Regions from separate parts of the Sus scrofa genome. Here region 2 is linked to region 1. Evidence: chromatin contacts called from public HiChIP or PLAC-seq data. All regions are on one chromosome and are shown on one strand. Each heading gives the region's core, a stretch centred on a gene start, on an enhancer-like site or on the middle of the called end of the contact. The rest is flanking DNA. Distances are from core to core; before and after follow the strand shown. Region 1 holds the start of IVNS1ABP (influenza virus NS1A binding protein). Region 2 overlaps LOC102159064 (a long non-coding RNA gene).

The links. HiChIP or PLAC-seq counts read pairs in DNA pulled down with a chosen protein or histone mark.
Region 2: a contact with region 1 is called in an H3K27ac HiChIP or PLAC-seq map of skeletal muscle, with 6 times the contacts expected there. The contact joins the enhancer-like site here to the promoter of IVNS1ABP in region 1. A contact is called at or near these places in 1 of 5 promoter capture datasets (liver), 3 of 47 Hi-C or Micro-C datasets (alveolar macrophages, embryonic fibroblasts and mesenchymal stem cells) and 1 of 2 datasets of contacts at active chromatin or transcription factors (skeletal muscle).

What each region holds. Positions count from the first base shown.
Region 1 is chr9:126,478,303-126,482,177 of Sscrofa11.1, reverse strand. IVNS1ABP (influenza virus NS1A binding protein) reads left to right here and starts at 2,595. Exons shown (of 15, transcript NM_001161649.1): 1 at 2,595-2,879.
Region 2 is chr9:126,786,531-126,790,609 of Sscrofa11.1, reverse strand. It overlaps LOC102159064 (a long non-coding RNA gene), which reads right to left. Exons shown (of 2, transcript XR_305715.3): 2 at 1,549-4,079. Among named protein-coding and RNA genes, the nearest start is that of HMCN1, 62 kb to the left of the region's middle. Within about 2 kb of position 1,974, at least 8 of the 83 cell types and tissues checked have an H3K27ac peak or open chromatin away from gene starts, as enhancers often do. A contact at or near this core is called in liver and skeletal muscle, where this site is marked.

The DNA of each region.
Region 1 (3,875 bases), core at 1,346-3,845:
TTGGATAATACAATAACCAGTAAGGATAATGCAGTACCAAAGTATTCTGATTTTATAATCCTGGATTAAAATATATATCTATATCTGATCAGCTTGCCTGTCCCGATGCAAAGTTTTTACAGAAGTCTTACCAGGAAAATGGAAGCTTCTTTATAGAAGGGAATATTTAAAATAACTTCTTAGGGAGGCATCAATCTCTCAATTTGTTATACATTGAAACACATAACAATTCCCAATGACCTATTTCAATGGAAGTTTTATGATTTTTCTCTGTGCTTCTCATGACTTTTATGACACTGCCATTTTCTTATTTCTGCTCTTAAGGCATTTTATTAATGTACCCTAAAAATATTTTCTTTTTCTTTTTAGGTCTTCACATGAAGCATATGGAGGTTCCCAGGCTAGGGGTAGAATTGGGTGGGGGGGGGGGAAGTGGAGGTGGGGGAGGGTGCGGTGGAGTCAGGGCCTTACAGACTCCCTTGACCTTATATTTTAGAAGTACAAATTGTGAGACAAGAAATTCCTATTGTTTAAGCCACTCAGTTTGTGATACTTTGTTACAGCAGCCCTAAACATGAATACATAAAGAGTAAAATACAAGCCAGAGTTTAGGACTGGGACAATATCTGAAGGAGGATCAGAAAGGAAAATGCAAAGACTAAAGGTTGGCACCAATTCCTAATACATCTTTCTCAGTGCCTAACGTAGAAAAGGAATTGATAGTTTTTATTTTTATTAAGCATTGTCCAAATACAGCTTGTCTAATTAAAATACTGAGTGAAGTATTATACTTTGTTACTTTACCAGGTTGAAATTGCCCAGGATGTTCCATTGTCAAATTTTCATCTGGATTATATAGTAATTGAATAGATGGATTTAAATCTGGAGTTACCTGCAAGACAAATAGAATGTATTATGTCCTTACTTATAGAAAAAGTAATATGCAAATGTGAAATTCCATACAAGGGAAAAATGTCTTGACTGATCACGCTGTAGCTTTAAGAAAGTGTTGACTGTGTCAGGTCACAAAGGTACTATTTAGAGTACAGCACGTGGGACCACGTGTCCAGCAGGCCACAAAGTCATGTGCCTACCTGAAGTGGGCAGTTCATACTTTCTCTCTGGAAGGATGACGCCCATGTTATTAAAAGAACTTAAAAGGTATGCACTCTAATAGTTCCATTTGCAATAAAAGTAAACACTGCTATCAGTTATCAGAAGACAAAAACAAGAGTTCAATGGCAAATGTCAGTCTTTTTCTCCTTAAGGAAGATATAAGATCATAACAGTAGACATGGTAAATCCTGTTGCCTCTCTCGATGGAACTGGAAGCAAAACCAAACACAAATCTCCTTGTCTCAATATTTTACAATAAAAAGTTGTAGAGCTTCAGGCAGGTAAAGGGCCCCAACATTTTTCCTGCTCCCGTAAGCACACGTTCCTTATCATTTCTAAAGAATGGTAGGAAGCAATGACAAGAGCTCCTACTAATTAAGCAGAGGGATCCAATGCAAACAAGATTAGACCCGGCAGGTGTAAGTGCCCTTATCAAATCAAGATGTGCTAACAGGACATTAGCTTAGAAGCCTCTGCCAAAATCTAAACAAATTTACTTCACTAAATCCCTTCACCTTCAATCTAGAAAACCTTCCAGTGTGCCCTTCAGAGCGGTCTGAAGTTGCTGTCAGAGCCTGGTACATATCACGCGTCCCGTTAAAGGTCTGCCTTTCCGGGTGAGGGGTGGTGGTGGTGGTGGTGGTGGTGGGTAATGAGGGTTGCTATCTGTTCTCAATGTGATTTTCTTTTTTTCCAAGAGGGCAGATCCAGCAGAGGACTGACTCAGTCTCTGAGAGGAAAACTGCACCCAGACAAAACAAATCCCAGGGACGAAAAGCAGAAGTAAACAGGTTTTCACAGCAACAGTGACATAAACATGCCTTCTCCGACCTCTCTAGCTGTTTTCTCTGAGTTACTGAAGCCTCTCAACCTTCTGTCAACGCGCCTCTGTTCCTCCTCAGTCACCACGCCTCCCCCCCGCACACCATCACCCTCCTCCAGAGATAAGGGCGACGGGCAGCCACAGACTCTTAGGTCCACTGCGGCCAGCTCCAGTCTAGGGCGGTTGCCCAGATGTATATTTAACGCGGAGAAATCTAATCTCTCACATCTAATCTCTCAGGCTATTGTGCCTCCAGGGGATGGCAGAACAGGTGAGGGTGGCCGGAGGGAACCAGTTCTCAGACGGTCCGAAAGGGCAAAGCGGGGGTGCGGGGCGACGGAAGGAGGGAGAACGCGACCAGCGGCGCGCTCGGAGCACCCCCTTTCCAGGGATCACCTTGCGCTGACCTAGTTGAACCGCGCAGGACGGAACCGAGCCGGGTGCGGGAGAAGGGCGGGGGCGGGGCGGGGCCAGAGGGGGGCGGGGCCAGAGGGGCGGGGCCCCGAGCGCAGTAAGGCTGGGCTCGCCGCTCATTCGCCGACGCCTTCGGACCGGAAGCACCCGGGAGGCGCTGGCGGCGGCGGCGGCGGCGGCTGCGGCGGCGCACGTGGTGACGTGCGAGGGGGTGCGGCGCGAGCGGGTGGCGGCGGCAGTGTGTCCCGGGCGCGCGTGGAGGACGGTCGCTGCGAGCTGCTGGGCGCAGTGTCTCTCCCTGCGGCTTCTCCGCTGCTGTGCCGGCGAGCGAGCGAGTCCCCGCGAGTCCCCGGCGTCTCTCGCCCTCCTCGCAGCCTTCGCGGACTGTGGCCCGTCTCCCCCGCTCGATCGCTCCCCCCGCCGCGGCCTCGAGGCGCTTTCCGTTGGGCCGAGTCCCGCTCGCTTCCTCCTGCTCCCCGTTGAAGCTCCAGAGATGAGTTTTTCCATCTCTTCAGAGATGAACCAGGTAATGCGCGCTGCTCCCGCCGACGGCGGGGGAGGAGGGCGGGACCGGGCTCGGAGCCGGAGGTAGCGCGGCGCGGTGTCCGGGTCCCGGGGAGGATGCCCCCAGCCGCCGCCGCCCCCCTCTCGAGGGGCGAGGAGTCGGCGCTGCGGTGGTTGCTGGGTCGCGCTGGCGGGCGAGGGCGGGGTGTGGGCCGCCCCGGAGAGCGCTGTGGCCGGGGAGTCGGGCGGGAGGAAAGAGAAGCTTTTGCTCGTGGGGACCGCGGAAACCTGGGATTAGCCGCCGCTGGCCAGGGGTGACCACCCGGAAGGTGGGCTTGGGAATCTCCGTTCTACTGTCATGAACTGACTGACGCCCAGTGTAGGAGTCTGCCCGAGGGCTGGACTCTATTCCGGAGCCCTCCCAGGACCCGGCGCGTACGGGCAGGGAGCTGGCCTAGGGACCCCCATCGGTGCCCCGGGCCTGGGGTAGGGTGGCACCCCTAATCGCCGTGGGCCGCGGGGTCCTTTGTTCCCGCTCCACGTTGCCCGCTCTTCTTGCCAAGCGCGGGGAGAAGGGGGCGGGAGGATGGAGGGAGCGGCTGCCCCTGACGTGTCGGCGCTGAATGACTGCGGGGCCGGCCAATCCCGGGCGGGGGTGTGCAGACGCTGGGCGCCTCGCCTCGCAGCCTTCGGTAGTGGGCTCGGGCCGGGCCCCGCGGGGATGAAGGCCCGGGGCTGCAGGGCTCTCCAGACAGTCACTCTGGGGGACTCGCCACTTTTTGCAAACGAAATCGTCAGAGAGGTTTGCTCTTTTTCTGTCTTTCTGCACATCTTGCAAAGCGACTCGGGTTGTAAGCTCTTGATGGTAGGAAGGCATTAGGCTGTATCAGATTGAGGGTTTAACAGAGGGAAACTTGAACCATAAATACTTTAGAAATAAATTGACTTCTTCAAGTCAACGTAGACAGATCTATTGTTTGAAACCGCTGACGTTTCAAAAACTAGTAAGTATGAATCA
Region 2 (4,079 bases), core at 725-3,224, 310 kb before region 1:
CAGCCGTGATCAAGAGAGCCACCTAGCTGACCAACCCAGACAAAACAGCAATAAGTGGTTCCTAAGTACATCTCTGAGATTCTGTGGTTGTTTGTTATAGAGCACTGTTGTAGCAACAGAGTATCGATACAGAGAGGCAGTTATAAGCCAGATGTGGAGGATCTTGCCTGTTACACCGAGGAATTTAAAAGTTTGCTTATGAAATGAAAACTCCTGCAGGGTGTTCAAAGGAGAGAAACATGACCTAGCTTGCATTTTGGAAAAGTAACTCTTGTAATGTGTAGGTTGAGTTGAAAGGAGAATCTCTTGAAGTAGTTCAGGTAAGAGATGAAAATGCATAAATGACACAACATTAGTGGGGTAGTAAGAAGACAAATACCAAAAACATCAAAGATAATCTAGTATAAGGCAACTGATTAGTTAAGGAAAGAGAAGGAGAAAGAATGATTCTGGTATGATTCCCAGAAAAAGGATTTTTGATGCCATGAAATGAACTCAAACTAGGTTCTGGGAGGAAACAGAGTAAGTTCTGTTTTACCATATTAAATTACTATGTCTATCAAATTTGAATCCCTATGGGACATTCAGATAGATGTTTGGCAGTCAGTGTTATGTATAAGTCTAGAGGTCAGGTCTCAGTTCTAGAGATTTAATAGCAATATTAGTTTAGGAAACTATAATGAATGGGTAGTTAAGTAGAGTCAAAAAGTTGGATGAAATTGCACAGAGAGGGTATGTATTTTAAAAAAAAAAATAGGAGTTCCCTTGTGGCACAACAGGTTTAGGATCCAGCATTGTCACCGCAGTGGTTCATGTCACTGCTGTGGTGTGGGTTCAATCCCTAGCCCAGAAATTTCCACATGCCATGAGTGAGGCAAAAAAAAAAAAAAAAAAAAAAAAAGTAGAAGAGAACCAAGGACAGGCAGGACACTGGGATTAAGAGTGTTTCCTAAGGCATTTGTTGAAGATGAAGGGTCAGCAGAAAAAGAGGGGACAGGAATACAAGGGGAATTGGGCATCTCAAAAGCAGAGGAACATTCAAAAAGAGAAGATTCACGGTATCTATTTGGTATGAGTTGTATCTTTCCCATTAACAGTATATGTCAATCAAAATTTTGGAACTAGAAAGGGATTTAAACATCAAGAACTCAACACTGTAGTGACAACTACAAAGTTATTTTTCACACTAAATAAGTAATTTTATAGGCATTAAGCCTGACACTCTGACAGCAAAATGAAAAGGTAAAATATTTCTGAAATTATTTGAAAGGTTCATTCAATCACTGTGGAATCACTTTAAGTCCCATGGAATTTGAGAAAGAAAGAAGGGAATCATTCTTGACATTCATAGTAAGTTCTGTTCTGATTTCAGGTGGCATCCACTAGAGAACACTGGAACAGATGTTCAGGGTACACGAAGGTCATCTCTCTCCAGGGCAGGGCACTCTGCTTCTCTGATTATTTATAACTTGTCATTTGCATCAGCTGATTTCAAAACAAGCCAGGAAGTATTTAGGCCAAATGTTCAGGAACTTCAAGCAGCCTGCATTTTTTTTTTTTTTTTTTTGGATCTTCTGCTATAGAACTTCCATTTTAATCTTGCCCTTCTCCAGGAAAGAGACTAAACATAGATAAATTAATCTACCATGTTAGGGTTGTTGGGTTTTATTTAATATAGACTCTTGCAAAACTTATGTCATGAGCCTCCTTTGTAAAGGAGGGTGATATTAACACTCCCAGAACATAGGGAACTCCATCCCAACATTTAGGAGTCATTCAAACTGAGATTTCTTGAACGATGCTAAGTTGTAGTGTTGTCACTGCAGGCTAGTTTGTGCAGTTTTTACCAACAGGGTAAATATGAGGGGACGGTGGACTGGACAAATGAATTCGCTAAGGTTCATCTTAGGTTTCTTACCTGCAGGAAGCTTCTTGAAGAAGGAGAGGACAGCAGCTGTTCTAACCACCGGAGGGGGCCATTTCATCAATTTCAAGCCTCCCTGTAATTAAGCAAAACTTTTTGTACCAGAAGAAGCCTTCTCATCTGGTGGTGAAAAGAGCTGGCTTACCAGTTTCAAATGAGAAGAGCCAGGGTCCTTCGGTGGCTGTGGCTTGGGCTGCGAAGAGAGCCGCAAGCCCATCTTCACCCCTGTGAGGGCTGGGAGAATTCTAGCAGGAGTGCAGAGTACCCCTCACAGCTCTCCAGCCCCCTACCCCCTCACAGCTGTTCCTCTTCTATTACAGGCCTGTCCACAAGAAAATCTGGGGCTTGCTTTCCTGTGGATTCAGCTAAGCTGCCATGCTAACCTATTTTTCTTTAAAGAGAAGCTCCCCAAATTTGGGGGCAAGTGGAGAACGATTCTGTATTAAATTTACTCATATTATGTCACCAGTACATTTCCTTGGAGACACTGGTGTTTAAGAACAGGAGATTTTTTAGTAAAAAAATTTAAAAAAACCCCTGTAAGATCTGTGCCCTTTCCAATGGCCAAGAACAAAAGCCCGAATACAATGAGTTTAATAAGGACAAATGGGAATCTCTTGGGCCACATAATAGAAAGGCCCAGCAGAATGCTCCCTTCAGAAAAGGCTGGTTTCAGAATTTCATGACTTGAGAATGCTCTTGCTACCTCTCCAGCTCTTGGGACCGCCTTCCTGTGTGCTGACTTCATTCTCAGGTAGGTCAGGGAATGAGAGCAGGGAGCAGGGGCTCCTGGTCAGCTCCAGGTTTAAATGGCTGTTACATCTAGTGACCTCACTGGAAGGAGAGCTGCTCTTCTCCAAAAACTCTAGCAAAAGTCTTGGCCTGGGGAGACTCAGGTCATGGCTCCGTCCACCTGGGGGGACATGCCCACCTGTGACCAGTCCCCGTGGACCCATCCAGGCCATGACACTACCAACTGCAAAGCCTACAGGCAGTGGTGTGGATGCAAGGGGTTAAAAAGAGGGAGGGCTGGCCTTCAAACAGAAAAACAGATTTCTGGAAGAAGAGGGAAGGGACGCTATACGGAAATCCCTTTTTGTCTTACAGTTTGTAAAGCACTTACCACAGTGCTTGAAACGTAAAGAACTTAAAGAAGAGCAGCAAAAAGGAAATATAAGAGAAATAAAATGATCATGATGATAATGTGTCTGAGACCCAAGTAGATGACGAGGTAGATAAAGATAGGATCAATGCTATTTCCGTATTTAGCTCATTGTTCTTTGTACAACTTTCTTGGTCTACTGAGCTGCAAACTTGGATATAAAAGATGTCAGTGCTGTATGATTATTCATGAGAGAGAATGGAAAGGTGCAGGAAGTATATTCAGCAATGCAAGAAAATTGACATTTGGGCATGATAAATAATTTTGTGTTCCAGGAATGGATAGCTGCTGTGGGCACAGCCAAAAAAAAAAAAAAAAAAAAAGGAAAGAAATGACCAGTTGGTTTGTGATCCTGTTTTAGCCACTCCAATGCCTCATTGGGCAAATTTGCTTCTCCTTTACCTTGGAGCAGAAATCCCTGTTCTTGGCAGGCCCATAAAACGTGACTGTGGATCCCTGGGTCTTAGTTCAGGCTGTATCTCAGCCTGCAGGGTCACTGCCCCCCTTTCAGGCTCTAAAGGAGCCCGTGGTTGAAGGCTGCCTCTGCCAGGGATGCTGCTCCAGTGCTCACCATCTCTCATCTATCTCACAGTACTTTGCCAGCCCTGTGAAGTCCCCAGAAAGACCAGCACACTCTGAGTTTATAGACTTTCACATCCAAAGCACAATTTGACCACTTAAATCATGCCATTGCATATTGTCCCCTGCACATGAGGGACACAGGATAAGCTACCTCCCGTGCATCCTACTCAGGTTTAAATGTCATCTCCTCCTCCACTCAGCCGTCCATGACCCTAAACGTTAGGACGGGTGTCCCCTAACATTTTCCAGAGCCTCAGAGTCTCTTCAGCTGTCCAGGGATGCCTTTTCTTTGTGAATGTTATCAGTGCAAATTTTTCCACAAGCTTTTCATCGATTTAGCAACTCATAAGGAACGCGCAGGAAAAAAAATAAATAATAAGAGAGCCATTTAATCCGAAATGGCATTGTATT